Linked DNA regions of Mus musculus: regions 1, 2 and 3 are each linked to region 4. Evidence: chromatin contacts called from public Hi-C and HiChIP or PLAC-seq data. All regions are on one chromosome and are shown on one strand. Each heading gives the region's core, a stretch centred on a gene start, on an enhancer-like site or on the middle of the called end of the contact. The rest is flanking DNA. Distances are from core to core; before and after follow the strand shown. Region 1 overlaps Gm34799 (a long non-coding RNA gene). Region 2 has its middle 110 kb from the start of Gm34972. Region 3 overlaps Qk (quaking). Region 4 overlaps Pacrg (PARK2 co-regulated).

Region 1 (3,502 bases), core at 316-2,815, 890 kb before region 4:
CAGGAGAGTTATAAGAATGAACGTGGATAACGAGAGACCAGAGAGTACTCTTCATATCCAGTCCTAACCACACTGGAATTACTGCAGGGTCTGTTTGTCCCTTACCCCATGCAGATTCAGAGAGCCTCTTCTTCCTTCCCTCCAGTTGAGGTGGATGGGAAGGGAGGGTGTGGTGACAACTAGGGAACAAGACCAATGAGACAGGACTAGGATAGGGTTAGAAACCCCCTGGCCCTATAAGCCAAGACAAAGGGAGAGGGCACAGAAATGGCTGTACTATGCTTCCAAGCATGTCAATGTCAAGGCTTCTCCTAATAAATCAGGGCTGTGAACAGATCGCAACACACTCTGAGACACTAGCGGACACTTGTTGATGTCAAGTACCTCGAGGCCTTCACACTATACCTGCATCAGAGCATCAAAGCTTGAGAAGTGGATGCATTTCAATGGAGCCACTTACTCTTTCATTTCAAGTATATTCCTCAATAGATTCTTCAAGTCAAACAAAGGTACAATTAATTGAATCATAGACACTGAAGAGCACAGAAATAGAACCACAGATGAGAGCTCTATTCACACTCTAATTGCTTCCTGCAAACATAGGCCTCTCCAGACACCACTGCCTTAAACTGTACCTGTGCACCCATAACCCTATAAACCAAAAGCAAACAACAGCCACATATGTGGACCAAACACACTTTCAGCCCTATGCAAACATTAGGAATCTAGATCTCCATAGACCAAGTTGCTTACAGTAGTGTTGTCAAAAGGCAGAGGACTTGTCCCAATACAAACCATAAAACTAGGAAGTTTAGTATGCAGTTGGGTGAATCACAGAAGATTGTGACCATTCTAAGACAGTGAGGAGATGGCTCCGTGGCTGCAGTACTTGCTACATACGCATAGGAATCTGAGCTTGGGTCTGCAGCATCCATATGAAAGGCTGCTGGTAGCAATACACAGCTGTAACCCGGCATGGGGCAAGGACCCTGGGGGCCCCATGACCAGCTAATTCAACAGACATAGTGAGCTTCCAGGTTCAGTGAAAGAGTGTCTAAAAAAAAAAAAAAATCAGTCAGCAAAGCAATGGACAGAGGCAGCTCAATGTTAATGCTGGCCTCTACACATTCTTGCACACATGAGAGAACCTGCACAAATACAGATACACACATACTTACAGGAAAACTGGGATTACATGTGGGCAAGATGTTTCATACCACACTGCTGTTGGTGCTTAAGGAAATGGCAGGTCACCTGACATGGTTGTCATGCTCCAATACCACCTCCAGATGGCATAAAGACCATCTCAGCCTTGATCCACAAAGGAAGGGCCAGGGGCACTATGGATCTCTCCCTACTGTACTTTAGGATTTAATGTTTGAAGCACACGCAAAAGTCTGTGGTCCAGCATTGACTTAGTTCTGCCAGAGCCGGGGACCTGGGAATGGTGGTTTTGTCCTGGATAACTGGGGAACCACCAGCTGAGTGCATCCCAGGCTGAGCACTACATGAAGCCAGAAATGTTTTTCAGAAAGCAAGAACAGGAACGAGATTGACTTGTTTGTCTGCAGCCACGATGAGTCATTTGGCTGTGAATAGTTGCTGTTGGCTATGAATGGCCACTGTTGATAGAGGGGCAGAAGAAATATCAGATTCTTCCAGCATCTAAGTGTTGAGTCCAGGAGTCAGGCATAAAAAGTGTTTGGGGGAACTACTGCTGACCCTTGCCAAATTTTATTCGTTCATGGCAAAATGAGGGGGAAAAAATGACAGAAGGAGTTTTCTGTAAACTTAAATACAGTCATGAATATTGTCTTATTTGAGAAATTAATTTTCCATCCTGCCTTCCATGTCAAATATCCTTTTCCTTGTGCAATTATAATGCTCTGTAAGATAGAGTAGCTATTTGATTTTGTTTATGATGTCCTTGCTGGCAAAACATGAGATGGGTGACACTGTCAGTCTGCACTTTCTCTCTCAGGCTTTTACCAGCTGGGAAATGGAAAAGTGAAGCCGAGAGAGAGAGCAGGAAGGCAGCTGCCATGAGGGGTGAGGGGCCTTTACTCTCTTTCATTATAAACTTTTGGCAAAAATGACTGAATTGTCTCAGCAACACCCAAGAGCTCTGGTGAGTGGCTGGCTCTGTGTGTGTGTGGGGGGGGGGGGGGGGGGGCTGAGCACCGGAGTGTCCTCCTTTGCCTCCTAGGCCTCCATTTATGTTCTAGGCCAGAAAAATAGATGGAGGACCTTTTTAACATGGAGCACAAGGTATTAAACAAATGTCACTATGTCAAGCGCCTATGTCCCTCATTAGAATTAAAATCCACAGTGTCCTCATCTTTCTAAACACAAGTCATGCCAAGATGCAGTTCTAAGGACAGGAGGCAGGCAACGTGCTCTGCGGATGAGTCTGGAGAAGAGTGTGGGTGAGGGGCTGTGATTAGTGTTTCTTGGTTCAAAGTTGCCTCCCGATCACTTCCTCTCTGGGAGTCTCTTTCCAGCCAGTTTCTCTTAAGTCTTTTAGAGCAGCGCGTCCTTCACCTCCTGGAATTTGCTGTTTCCTTTGTTTTTTGCTCTCTTGACCTACAGCAGTTCATCTCTCTAACCAGGGCCACTTGCTATAGAGCGTTTCCATCTCCAAACGTCTGGCACAGGTTGGACCGGAGACAAGCATGTCTTCTTCAGTTTAACTGTCTGGCGGGACAGACCCCTCCCACCAGAGTCCTGTAAATGGGTTCACCCGCACCTCTGTTCTTGCATCGAACAGGTCTGCCTATGACCCCATGCTTCTCTCTTGGCAATCATTTGCTCAGTCACTCAACAGATTTTATTCTCGAAAGTATGTGAAGAAGTGGCTGTGTTCTCAACATGTGTGATGCTCTCATCCTCAGTGGCTTAAATGTCTCTCCCTCACAGGAGAATGCCTTGAAGGAGGTGGTGTGGCCATTGCCATTTCCAGTGCTTGGCACAGAGTGTATATGTAGACAGTGCTCTGACAAAGAGAAAACAGCGTAATCATGTCCTTTTGAGGACACTCTGTGTCCTGGGCACTAGGGAAGCAACATATGTATTAATTAATTATGTCATTGAAAACTCCACATTGTCCTACCCCTTATTTATTTATTACCCCTTCTACAAAAAAGAAACTGGGGTTCAGAGAAGTCAAGTGATTTGGCCAAGTTCAAGCAGATGATACCTGATAGAGTCAGGATTCGAGCACAGAAAATTGGTTCTAAGTTCTTCTCAGTAGAACATTGCACCATTCAGTCACAATGCTTATTGAATAAGTTAATGAATGGACACACCCCAGGAAGCAGAGATGATAACATGGCTAATAAATGCTTGCTATGTTAGCAAGCACGAAGCCCTGAGTTGGATCTTCACAACTCACACAAAAAAATCCCCAACCTGTTGGCAGGTAGAAGGAATCCCAGAGCTGGGGAGACAGGTGGGTCCCTCGGGCTCACTGGCTAGCAAACATAACCAAATAAGGGAGGCCTGA
Region 2 (3,450 bases), core at 636-3,135, 700 kb before region 4:
CACCCCACAGTTACCTGGTAACAACAGGCAGGCCTGACCCACTCTAAAAGAAGTTGCTTGACCCCTTCTCCCCCTCTTGCTCTCTTGATCACTTGCTTCTCTCCTGCTCTTGCTCTTCCCTTCCCCATTCCCTTCCCTTCCCCCTCTCTCCATGTGCTCGTGGCCATGGCTGGCCTCTACTTCTCTTCTCTCTCTACTTTTCTTTCTTCTCTCTCTCTCTCTCTCCTCCCCCCTCCCTCTCTCTCTCTGCCTTTCTCTGCCTCTACTACCCTCCTAACTCCCCCTCCTTCACCATGCTCTAAATAAACTCTATTCTATACTATACTGTCTTGTGGCTGGTCCTGGGGGGTGGGGGGATGCCTCTACATAGGTCCCCTGAGACATCCCCTTCCCTCATACCTCACCACACCTCCATAGAACATATCCCCCTACCTCTTTATCTTTTTATAAACACATCACCCAGCACGTGGAATATTTCCCACCACAGGTAATATGACAACCAATACCAACCACCCTAGGAGTGTGTGCTCTCTTGACAGAGATTAGAGAACTCTGGTCTCTTGCTTTTCTCCAGTTCAAGCCCTAGCCATGAGGTAAACAGCTTTGCTCTGTCATGGGCTCCCACCAGGATGAGCCACTGCAGTAGTAAAGCCACAAGAACCCACTGGTCATGACTAGAACATCCTAAGGGAAAGCCCAAAAGAAGAAGAAAAACCTTTTCTCTTTGTAAGTTGATTATCACTGGTCCTTGTTACAGTAACAGACAACTGACAAACACGAAGTATTGGTTCCCACAGATTTCTGAGCTGAGGGATATCTTAAAGGATGTTAAAGGACTGAACTCCGGGGCTTTCTAAACAGTGAGTGTTGGAGACACATCAAAAGTTCGGTCTGTGCTTATGCCAACTCTTAAGAACTAAGATGTCAGAGGAAGAGCTCAGGGTTTCTCATGAAAACAGCAAGGAAAGATGTAACAGAGGAAGATCTACCAGGTGTCAAGTACAAACGGGCAGAGCTTGGAGCCCACTGTTGAGCCCTGAAAAAAGCTAGATTAAATCTTAAGTCACAAAAGGTGATTACTGTTTTAAAAATCTTTACTCTTTATCAAACTTACTTTTTAAAATCATTCCAAAAACCTTAAAATTAATAAATTTTAAAATCTCATAGTTAGATTAACTTGGCTGTCATCCTATAAAAGGAAAAAGATTACATAGCAAAACCAAAGATTGTTTTCCCCACAGAATTAAATAACTACAAAAATTCCCTTGAAGGCCCTTTGTCCTAAGCAGTTCAGTTGGAATCTCTGGGGGCAGGAGGAGCCAGCTGTCTAGCCAGTCTTGGGGTTACGGTCCCTGCCTCAGAGAAGAAACTGGTCCCTTTCGTTCTCACCAGTGTTCATGAGTAGAACATTGGATGTTCCAAATCTGCCTTCATCCCAGCTGCCTCACCACATTACCAGAGTGTGCTGGGCTCTAAGACTGCAGCTATCCCCATGACGGTGAGATGATCAGATAAGGAGGCAGAATAACACCGTTAGCCACACTGCAGCCTGCATTCTGGTCCTGCTGACAGAGCAATCAAGGAAGCATGGCCCTTGGTCCTGGCCCTGACCATCCCACCTGGGAACTGCTTTTCATAATAATTTGAGCCGCTGGCCTTCAAGATTTTTTGTTCTTAAGGAGAAAACTATGAAGTGTGAAGATCGTTCCCGAATAGCCCAGAGCACTGAGAACAAATGCTTTCTGGGCATGAAATCTCCTGAGGATCCTTCCTTTCTAGATGCCAAATAGGTTCTTATAAAGGTAATGGTCAGACTCTCTGCGGACATACTGAGGTCACAGCCCTTTGTAAACATGACTTCCTCAAATGACGCTTGGAGAGCAACTTCCAGCCTGCTTCCTCATCTTTAAGTTGAGCTCAAAGGGTAGTGCAGATTCTATTTATAGCATTTTCTAGTTTCCTCTCAAGTCATACTAATGATGGCCAAGCTTTTAAAATAAAGGCATATCTCAAGTTCAACTTCCTGAGATGACTTCACAAGCCAGTAATTTAGCATCCACTCATCGTTAAGTCATAACCAGACAGCTGTTTGTGAGACTCACTTTCTACAGCTTCCTAAGGCGGCACACAGGGCCCTCATTTCCAACCCCCCAGGATGTGACTCTCTGTTGACACTGAAGTTCCTGCACTTCTGAAGAGCCTTCTGTGTCAGGAAAAGTGCACTTCCTTAGACTCAACAACGCTCAGGCATTAGTGAGATGGCACAGTCCATATTGACTTTGCAGTTGCTATAGGCTAAATTTTGTGCACTGGGATCCCCAACCCCCAGTAGCTCAGAATCAAACTATTTGGAGAAAGAAGCTTAAAGAGATGGTCAAGTTAAAATTGAGGTCTTAGGTTCAGACCCCAACTGAATCTGACTTGAGTTATTCCTTGAAGTCTAGAGTATAGAGAGCTAAAGACCCCAGACACTTGCGCATAAAGCCATGTGAAATGGCAACGAGCCGGTAGCCTCCTGAAAGCCAGGCGTCCTAAAGGGAAAGAAAGGTCTCTTCCAGCCAGAACCTTGAGCTTAGGATTTCAGTTTTTAGAATTGTGGGGAATCTTATTTTCATCTGGAGCAATTCACTCTGGCAGCCCTAAGAAACACACATACAACTCATCTCAGATGCATGAGAAAAAAATGGAGACTCTCAACCCATCAACCAGATTCTTAGATTCCATAAGCCACATTCAAGGGTAGGGTCAGACCACCTCAAGTCGTGATTTAATTTTCCACGTGGGCTAGTGATAACCAAGACCTGAAAATCTCAGGAACATGTCATTTTTTCTCCCTCTCTCTTTTCTGTTTCCCTTTCTTCTTCTGTGCTTTTATATGCAAAATTAATGTCAACAATAACAGATCAAAGTTGCTACAAAGATAGTACAAACTATTATATAATAAGAACTAATCTAAGTGCTTCATAATTGGCAAAGGAGGGTACAATGTTGTGGGCTCAGCTCTAAGTATCTTTTCTCAGCCTCTCCTGTTTCCCACCTCTTGCCAGTCCCAGCCTTCACCCCACAGGTGCCAGCTGTCTCGGCAATGCACAGTGAAGCCCACGCCCCACTCCTGAGACCTGACCCCTCTGGCTCTCATTGAGTGCACATAGATCCCAGCGACTCTCTGACTGCTCAGCCGCTTCCTAGTACAGTGAAATGTTCCACCACAGAACTCAACATAACTCTGAGAATCTGTGGATGCTTTGCAACAGGAGACTCCCTGGACTCTCTTAGCTATCAACTGCTCCCAGCTTCCAGATAGTTCCATCTGGTCTAGTGGCAAGCAACCATGACTCAGCATTCTTGGTCCCTGTGGATGACAAAGCAACTATCCGGTGCTATCTTGCCATATGCTGGGGATTTATAAAGTGTATGGAAGGAACCAAGCTGCCTAAGGATCTTCAGACC
Region 3 (3,450 bases), core at 915-3,414, 530 kb before region 4:
AGACAAAAAATACATGTCAGCTGTATGGTAACATACAAGCGACACTCCCATCTACCCACGCTAAAAATTACATAATACTGTCAGGAAAAAAGTCTTACTTTTAAACTACATACTTTAATAAGAAAAAAAAATTCAATAGAGTGATAATACTGAGAACCAAGGCATTCAGAGATTCCAAAAGTCATGCTTTTTTTCAGTTGACTCAAAACACTGTCAACTAAGTTTTCAAAAGTTTGTTCAGAGCCAGCATTACTCATAAACGTCACACGTCTACTGTTTTACACATTTGCTTTCTTCCCCATAAAAGACCTTTGATAAACATCTAAATTGTCCAGGTATAACACAGCTGAGATGAGACTGGATCAAATACTGGTACTGTTTGTTTGTTTTTTTTAAAACTATCACCTCAAGTGTTCTGAGTGTCGCATATTTATTCAACCAACCAACCAAAATAAAAATCAAAATGGCACAGCATATATTGTAAATAAATCAAAACCATATGTGTAACAGAAAGACAAAGCAGTGGTACATTAAATCAAAGCTAGCTGAGTACAAAACAAGGACTGTCTATTGCATAGTAAATAAACTGAAAATGGTTCCAAGTGAGACAGAATAATGGAGAGGTCACCATGAAGGTGACCAATGAGCTTCCTGCTGACCTTGACTGTGAAGCCATGAGGGTATGGAAGAGGGCATGAGTTGATGAGCCAGGAGTCCACAATCACTTGAGATTTGCCACATCTGGTACTGAGCGGTTAATGACTTATTAACGCAAGTGTTTAGATGCAGGCTTTGCACACGGACTGCTTCAACTACAAAACTGTTTGACTTTCAAGAGAGAAACTGGAGAGGAGAAAGAATGGAGCAGAGCAGTCACTGAACACTGTGATGCGGGCTTTCCACGCTCCTTTAGAGTTAAAAAGTTTAGGAGCAGTTACTAAAGCCAGCAGAGATGGACTACATAAGATATCTGATTAGATTTATGTTACTTAACACTTTTTCAACAATAAAAAATTTCAAAGATTCATTTTTGTGAAAAAGTTTTTTAGGCATTACAATTATTTCTAATTGGTAAGGAAAAATTCCATTGTATCCCTCTTCTCCAAATAAAATAAAGCTCTAATTTAATTTTGTCTGCAAACTGATGTTCAGATCTTACATAATTTTTTTCTAAACCTCAGAATCTTTGGGCTAACACTGAAGACGGTAATAACCAAAAGTACTAATTATGATTTGTAAAAGAATGACATTTTAAAATTTACTAGTCAGACATTAGAAAAGCTATCAAATTTTTTCACAGTATCAGATTTGGCAAACTGGCATCAAGATAATGTGACACAAATCTTATAATTTAGACCATCAACTCATTTGTCTCCTCTCATATCTCCTTTCACATACTGGGCGACTGAGGAACATGCAGTAACTTTATTCTGAGGGAGGAGCTGATCTTACAGGACACTTGACTAAATGACCATGAAGAAAAATAAGGCACTTTCTTTTTCATTAGACTTATTCCAATACTTAAAAAATAAAAAAGAAAGACAAAAAGGCTCTTTTGGTCTTTTGTTTCTTGACAACCACCAGAAAAAATCATTTAATGAAATAAAGGGTTTCTTTGTTCTTTTTCTTTTTTTTTATAACACTTGAAAGTATAAAATGCTACATTTCCAAAAATATATATATTTTTTTCTGCACCAGCACCCTTGTATAGTAAAAGTATCTACTTTTTTGTTCATTTGTTTCAATGCACTACACTTTATCTACAATTTCATTACATGTATACAGCAAATAGGCAAGCATGGCTTTTACATCCTTAATGATATTTTCTATACAGGGAGGTTTAAAAAAAATATTTGAACAGTTTGCCCAGTAATGTGACACATAATGCATGTACCTTGTTCTCATATAATTTTTAAGGTGGTGTAAAATAAAGATTTGGAAATTTTAACTCAGATACTCAACTTTTTAAAAAATAGTGTTGTAGTTTTGTTCTTTGCATTTCTTTTCAAAACTCCTTGTTAAGTTTTTCTCTCATGGCACACTTTGTTCTAATACTTCAAATTTTGGCAGGCAATATAAAAAGGCTGCAATGTCTGCCCTTTGAGGGCACTGTAGTGACTAAACAAACAGCATGTCAAATTTTGAATACTTTTGAAGTCACTTCCCCAACGACATCCCTGACCGAAGGTTCATGCATGATGCATTGTCACACAGTACATTCAGAGAGAGCTTTGACTTCGCTAGGAGAAGAAAAAAATTCCTACAAGTCTCTCACAGTAACTGCCTCTGTCACTGAGTAGTTAGGGCCATCTGTCTCCCCTTCTTAAGAGAGGCCTTCTTACCGTTCGCTTGGGGTGGGGCATTGAGAGATGATCAGTGCTGTGGGATGAATCGGGCCTTATTGCTTTACTACTATTCAGTGCAGGTTCTAGAACCACTTTCACCCAAACAGGGGGGGAAAAGCTGAGTTGGAGGACAATTTCTTTGTCTTTTGTTTGGTTAGATGGTAAGACGAACGGACAAGTGCCTCAGCTCGCTGCACTGACGACAGGCAAGCAAAGGCGATTACCAGTTAACTGATCAGCAGGCAGGCATGGTCAGGTCATCATTGGGTGAAGAGTTCAGAGGTCAGAAGGTCATAGGTTAGTTGCCGGTGGCGGCTGGGTGGTTAGAAACAAAAAACAAAACAAAAAAAGAAAAGAAAAGATAGAGAAGAGATTAGTTTCAGCTAGTGACAGCTTAATGACAACATGAAAACTAATCACAACTAATAAAAAAAAGGCATGTTGAATTCTGACAAACTGATTGACACCATCTACAGAATACAATAAAAATCATGACAATTTCATATCATGATTTGAACAAATGAAGAAGAGCCCACTCCCACAAAAAATAATTTGAAAAACCCGACTTGTTAAAAGAAAAAAATAGAAATAAAATACAGCTAACAACTAATAGTTAGTAGCAGTCAATGAAGGAAATTGGAAACAATGATGAACAGGTTTGGTATAAAGAATTCTGAACAGTCAGTGCAGTTATAAGTATCTGACTGCTATTAAGCATTAGTATTCTCTCAGATGCAAGCAATAAAGCAACTATTAATGATGGATGTGATTATTAATAACTGATGATTAACAGAAATGGATCTAAAGAAATTTAAATTGCTATGAACAATTTGGTTCAACATAAACTCTGGGCCAAACAAAGTTTCTTTTGTTCAATAAATGTTTATTGCTTTTTCAATTATTCTATTTACAAACAACATGGAATTTCTTGGCCTCATGATACAAAGCAATACTGTAGTCTAGCAGTGTAGGCAACATCATGGGAACCAGAAAAAAGGCCAGGCCTTTTGCACCAGCCAACATTTTCCAGTTGAAAATACTAATTTACACATATAGAACACTTATAAAATGCACTTGCATGTAAACACTGTAAAATCCTGCCATT
Region 4 (3,585 bases), core at 348-2,847:
ATTCTACTTTATTTTGTAACTATTTGTAGATCTTTATACTCTTGGGATCAACAAGATATGCCACACATATCAGCTCCTTGAAGACTCTGTATATGGAAGGCATCATTAAACAGGCAGAGACTAGATAAGTATTTGTTTATCTCAGAGGGTATTTTTCTCCCTGTTTTCTGTAATAAATGAATTTCCCTTTAGAATATCTTTCATGCCAAGTTATGATTTCATGATGGAAATCAAGCTGCAAAAATATGGGTAGTTGGCAATGAAAGTGTTTAAATTGTTTATTTACCTAATGTGTGAATGACTTCACAAACTGTCAAAAGGCAACATGGCATACAATTCCGAGGGAGAAGAACAAAAAACTAAAAAAAGAAAGAAAAGGGAGAAAGAAAAAGATAATTATTTGAAGGTTCCATTCAGCAGTAGAGAGATTGCCACTGGTACTCATGATTTCTGTATCCTACAGAAAAAAAGGGGAAGGATTTTGCACACTGTTGTCTAAGGAGAAAGAATAGATGTATCCAAGGACACATTGGAAGTGATAACAAAAAGGAGTCAAGAGGAGTCAAGAGTGTGTCAGTGAGAAATACAAAAAGAAAATCAGCGAGGAACGACGGAACCATTGAAATTAAATGGTTCAGAGATGGGAAGGGGGGCAGGGAAGTATGAACAGCTGACTCAGGCACGCATTCAGATCTTGATTTATCCATTTATTATCTATGTGACCTCAGGCAAATTAATCTCTCTGAGCCCGTGTTTCCCTATTTATTAAATATAATGCATTATATTTCCAGAGATCTCATAAAAGACACATACTAAAGAGAACAGCATAGGATTCTGTAATATTGAGTTTGCTCACTGCACAGTTCTACATTGAGTCTGAGCTAGCCCACCTCACTGCACAAATGTGGTTCTACATATGAGCCTGAGCTAGCCCGCCTCTCGACAGCAGCTTGGAGGTTTATACATAGGATCAGTGTCTCACTGTTGCTCAGAAAGAATAGAAGCTTGTTTTACTCTTTAGGGAAGAAAGGATTCTCTGCTCACATGTACTCAAATATCTATAAGAACGGTGGTGGGTTGTTCAGTTTATATGTATTAGTGACAACCTAAGGCTTGAGTTTTCTTCAAAGTCCAACGTTGCTGGTTGTACTATGCCTAGACCCTTGGACTAAAAAGACACACAAACTGTGGGGTTTGTCTTTGATTTTATAAACAGAAGTAATGAGTCCTGGTTCAGTCACATAATTATCTGATTATTCACTTAAAAAGTATGAGCTGAACACATGCCTCACATGTGGGATGATGCTAGGGCAGAGTGTCTTCCAGTACTTAAACTTGGGACCTGCTTAGAGGGCTTGTAGGGCCTTCTGCCAGGCAGCACTCATGCAGCCACTATGGGATTTGGGTAGGATTGCTGGCTGAGGCTGTCTATGCCACACAGAGTATTCTCCTGATACACTTCTCCTTATAACAGGAGCTTGATGTAAACAGGACAACTGTGGGACCTGGAATTTCCTGTCAATCACTGAGCAGCTGAAAGAGGGGGAGGAGAAAAAGTAAATAACTTCACATTAATCTTCAACCAAGGTCTAAGCTAGGACAAAGCTCACAGGATCCTCCAGTGAGTCTACCTTGGGCATGGGACAGATTCTGGTGCTCAGGCCAGGCCCTGTCAGTACAAGAGACCCAGGAATCAAGTCTTGAGTATGATTGCATCCCATCAAGGTAGCTATCCTCCTCCTGGCACATAATCTGTGTCTTTTCTCAGTTATTACAGTTTTACTTCCTGGATGAGGGAGCAGGAATAGAAGCAGCCAAACAGGTCCAACTGGATCCCAGGGATCCAGTGACCTGAGCTGAGACCTTTTATCTTTGCATCCATCATAGGTTGGAAAGAGCCTTTAGCCCCAAGAGGTGCATAAATAGATGTGCTGCTTCAGCCACAGCTTAGCTACTATAGGTTGCTTATATCAACTGCTCTTTCCTGTAAACTTTCCCATAACTTTTCTGGAAATATTTCCCTTGCTATGTAGAGTGTTGAGAGATTAAAGGAAGGTGCTTCTCCCACCACAACTGGGGACAAAAAGGGGTCTGAAAGGCCTCTTCCCCTGCTACTACCTCATTTCCTGTTTCAAGCACATGACCAAAGATGTCTTCCCTCCTCCCCTATAGCTGTGCAAGTTAAAAGAGCACATAACAGTCGTGTGGGAAACTCTCTGAAGCTGCATACCTCCTGCCTTCTGCATCTTGACACCTTCTGAGCTCTAAAAGTTCCTCATAGGACATATGTTCCTGGAGCCTTGCCACAGATGCTAGGAATCCATCTCCAAAGACTAGGACCTTCAGTGTGACAGAAAGCTGGCCGCATTGCAGGTATCCTTCCAGTGAGGCCTCTCCATAGGGCACTACAGAACACTACCACACATGGACCGTTAACAGAGATTGTAGCAGAAATAGCAAAAGTGATTAGCATGGCTTGAAAAGATTCATGATAAGCCAGTTTACTCAACACGTAACCCATCATTCTATGACAGCATTTATCCAGGCTGTGATGCGAAGGGATATGGCATTAACAAAGAGATACAGTGGCTAGGGGGTAGGTTGTAGTTTCTAACTCAGCCAACTTTGGGGTATTCCCCAAGATGACAACCTCATTGCCTCAGTTTCTTTCTCTCTGTGTCTCTGTCTCTTTCTCTCTCCTCACCTGTCCATTTTATTCAATAAAAAATTTAAATAATAAAATTTTGGAAAATATACAAGATTCCAAATATTTCTATTCTCGTGGATCTTAAAGTTTAAATACTTTTACTATTTGTATTTATTATATTTATAGTCCTAGAAAATTGGAACTCTTAAAACAATATTTAACATATTGTTACAAATAACACATCAGGGATGGCCACTCAGATCCAGCTTATACTCAGTTTAAAGTCTTTATTCCAGACATCTGGGACTACACTCAGATATTCAGGACCCAAGTGTAACCAGAGACTTTAGAGCAAGTGTTTTTTAAAGGCAAAAATAAAATAAAATAAAATAAAATAAAATAAAATAAAATATCACATGCTAGGCAGCTGCAGCAGGGGGGTTTTGCACAAGCAAGCAGTTTAACAGAAGCTAAGGTAAGTTAGTTGGGGCATCTTGACCTTGGGATCCTACAACAGAGTTGGGTGATTTTTCACAGGATTCTCCATGAAGGAGATCAAATTCCAGTTAAACCTGAAATGACCTCAGCCAGAATACAAGACGGAAGAATCTCTGCACTGTCTCACTCTATCATGATATCATTTAATATTCTTATACTCTAATTTTATTTTTGGTACAGGGGATTGAACCTGGGGCCTTGTGTGTGCTACAAACATGCTCTGTCATCTAGCTACACCCTCCTCAGCCTCTGTAACCTTTGCATCAACTTTTTCTAAGGTTGACCTATGAGTGAGAACAGGTATCATGTGTTAGCTGGTTTAATAAGACATTGGACCAAGAATACATCAAGTTATTAATGGGTCATCAAGAAGTCCCATTAACCCTTTCAGGTCCAACATTGGATTGCTTCAGTTCTCACAGATGCTTCTGCCCTTGAGT

What was found. Hi-C and Micro-C count contacts between places; a contact is called where the count stands out from the background. HiChIP or PLAC-seq counts read pairs in DNA pulled down with a chosen protein or histone mark.
Region 1: a contact with region 4 is called in an HNF4G HiChIP or PLAC-seq map of pancreatic cancer cells. The contact joins two enhancer-like sites. A contact is called at or near these places in 2 of 115 datasets of contacts at active chromatin or transcription factors (embryonic stem cells and pancreatic cancer cells) and 1 of 9 other capture datasets (embryonic tail).
Region 2: a FOXA1 HiChIP or PLAC-seq map of pancreatic cancer cells shows a contact between it and region 4. The contact joins two enhancer-like sites. A contact is called at or near these places in 3 of 115 datasets of contacts at active chromatin or transcription factors (embryonic fibroblasts, embryonic stem cells and pancreatic cancer cells).
Region 3: a contact with region 4 is called in a Hi-C map of liver, with 2.7 times the contacts expected there. The contact joins two enhancer-like sites. A contact is called at or near these places in 6 of 484 Hi-C or Micro-C datasets (adipose-derived mesenchymal stem cells, cardiomyocytes, cerebral cortex and 3 more), 3 of 115 datasets of contacts at active chromatin or transcription factors (all in embryonic stem cells) and 2 of 9 other capture datasets (embryonic stem cells and embryonic tail).

What each region holds. Positions count from the first base shown.
Region 1 is chr17:9,844,361-9,847,862 of GRCm38.p6, forward strand. Gm34799 (a long non-coding RNA gene) reads right to left here. Exons shown (of 2, transcript XR_003952248.1): 2 at 348-3,502. Among named protein-coding and RNA genes, the nearest start is that of Gm34799, 61 kb to the right of the region's middle. Within about 2 kb of position 1,566, at least 40 of the 459 cell types and tissues checked have an H3K27ac peak or open chromatin away from gene starts, as enhancers often do. A contact at or near this core is called in pancreatic cancer cells, where this site is marked.
Region 2 is chr17:10,039,131-10,042,580 of GRCm38.p6, forward strand. No RefSeq gene overlaps it. Among named protein-coding and RNA genes, the nearest start is that of Gm34972, 110 kb to the right of the region's middle. Within about 2 kb of position 1,886, at least 43 of the 459 cell types and tissues checked have an H3K27ac peak or open chromatin away from gene starts, as enhancers often do. A contact at or near this core is called in pancreatic cancer cells, where this site is marked.
Region 3 is chr17:10,206,972-10,210,421 of GRCm38.p6, forward strand. It overlaps Qk (quaking), which reads right to left. Exons shown (of 8, transcript NM_001159517.1): 8 at 1-2,660. The coding sequence ends at 2,644. Among named protein-coding and RNA genes, the nearest start is that of Gm34972, 62 kb to the left of the region's middle. Within about 2 kb of position 2,165, at least 16 of the 459 cell types and tissues checked have an H3K27ac peak or open chromatin away from gene starts, as enhancers often do. A contact at or near this core is called in liver, where this site is marked.
Region 4 is chr17:10,736,569-10,740,153 of GRCm38.p6, forward strand. The region is part of intron 2 of Pacrg (PARK2 co-regulated); the gene reads right to left. Among named protein-coding and RNA genes, the nearest start is that of Gm16169, 69 kb to the right of the region's middle. Within about 2 kb of position 1,598, at least 9 of the 459 cell types and tissues checked have an H3K27ac peak or open chromatin away from gene starts, as enhancers often do. A contact at or near this core is called in liver and pancreatic cancer cells, where this site is marked.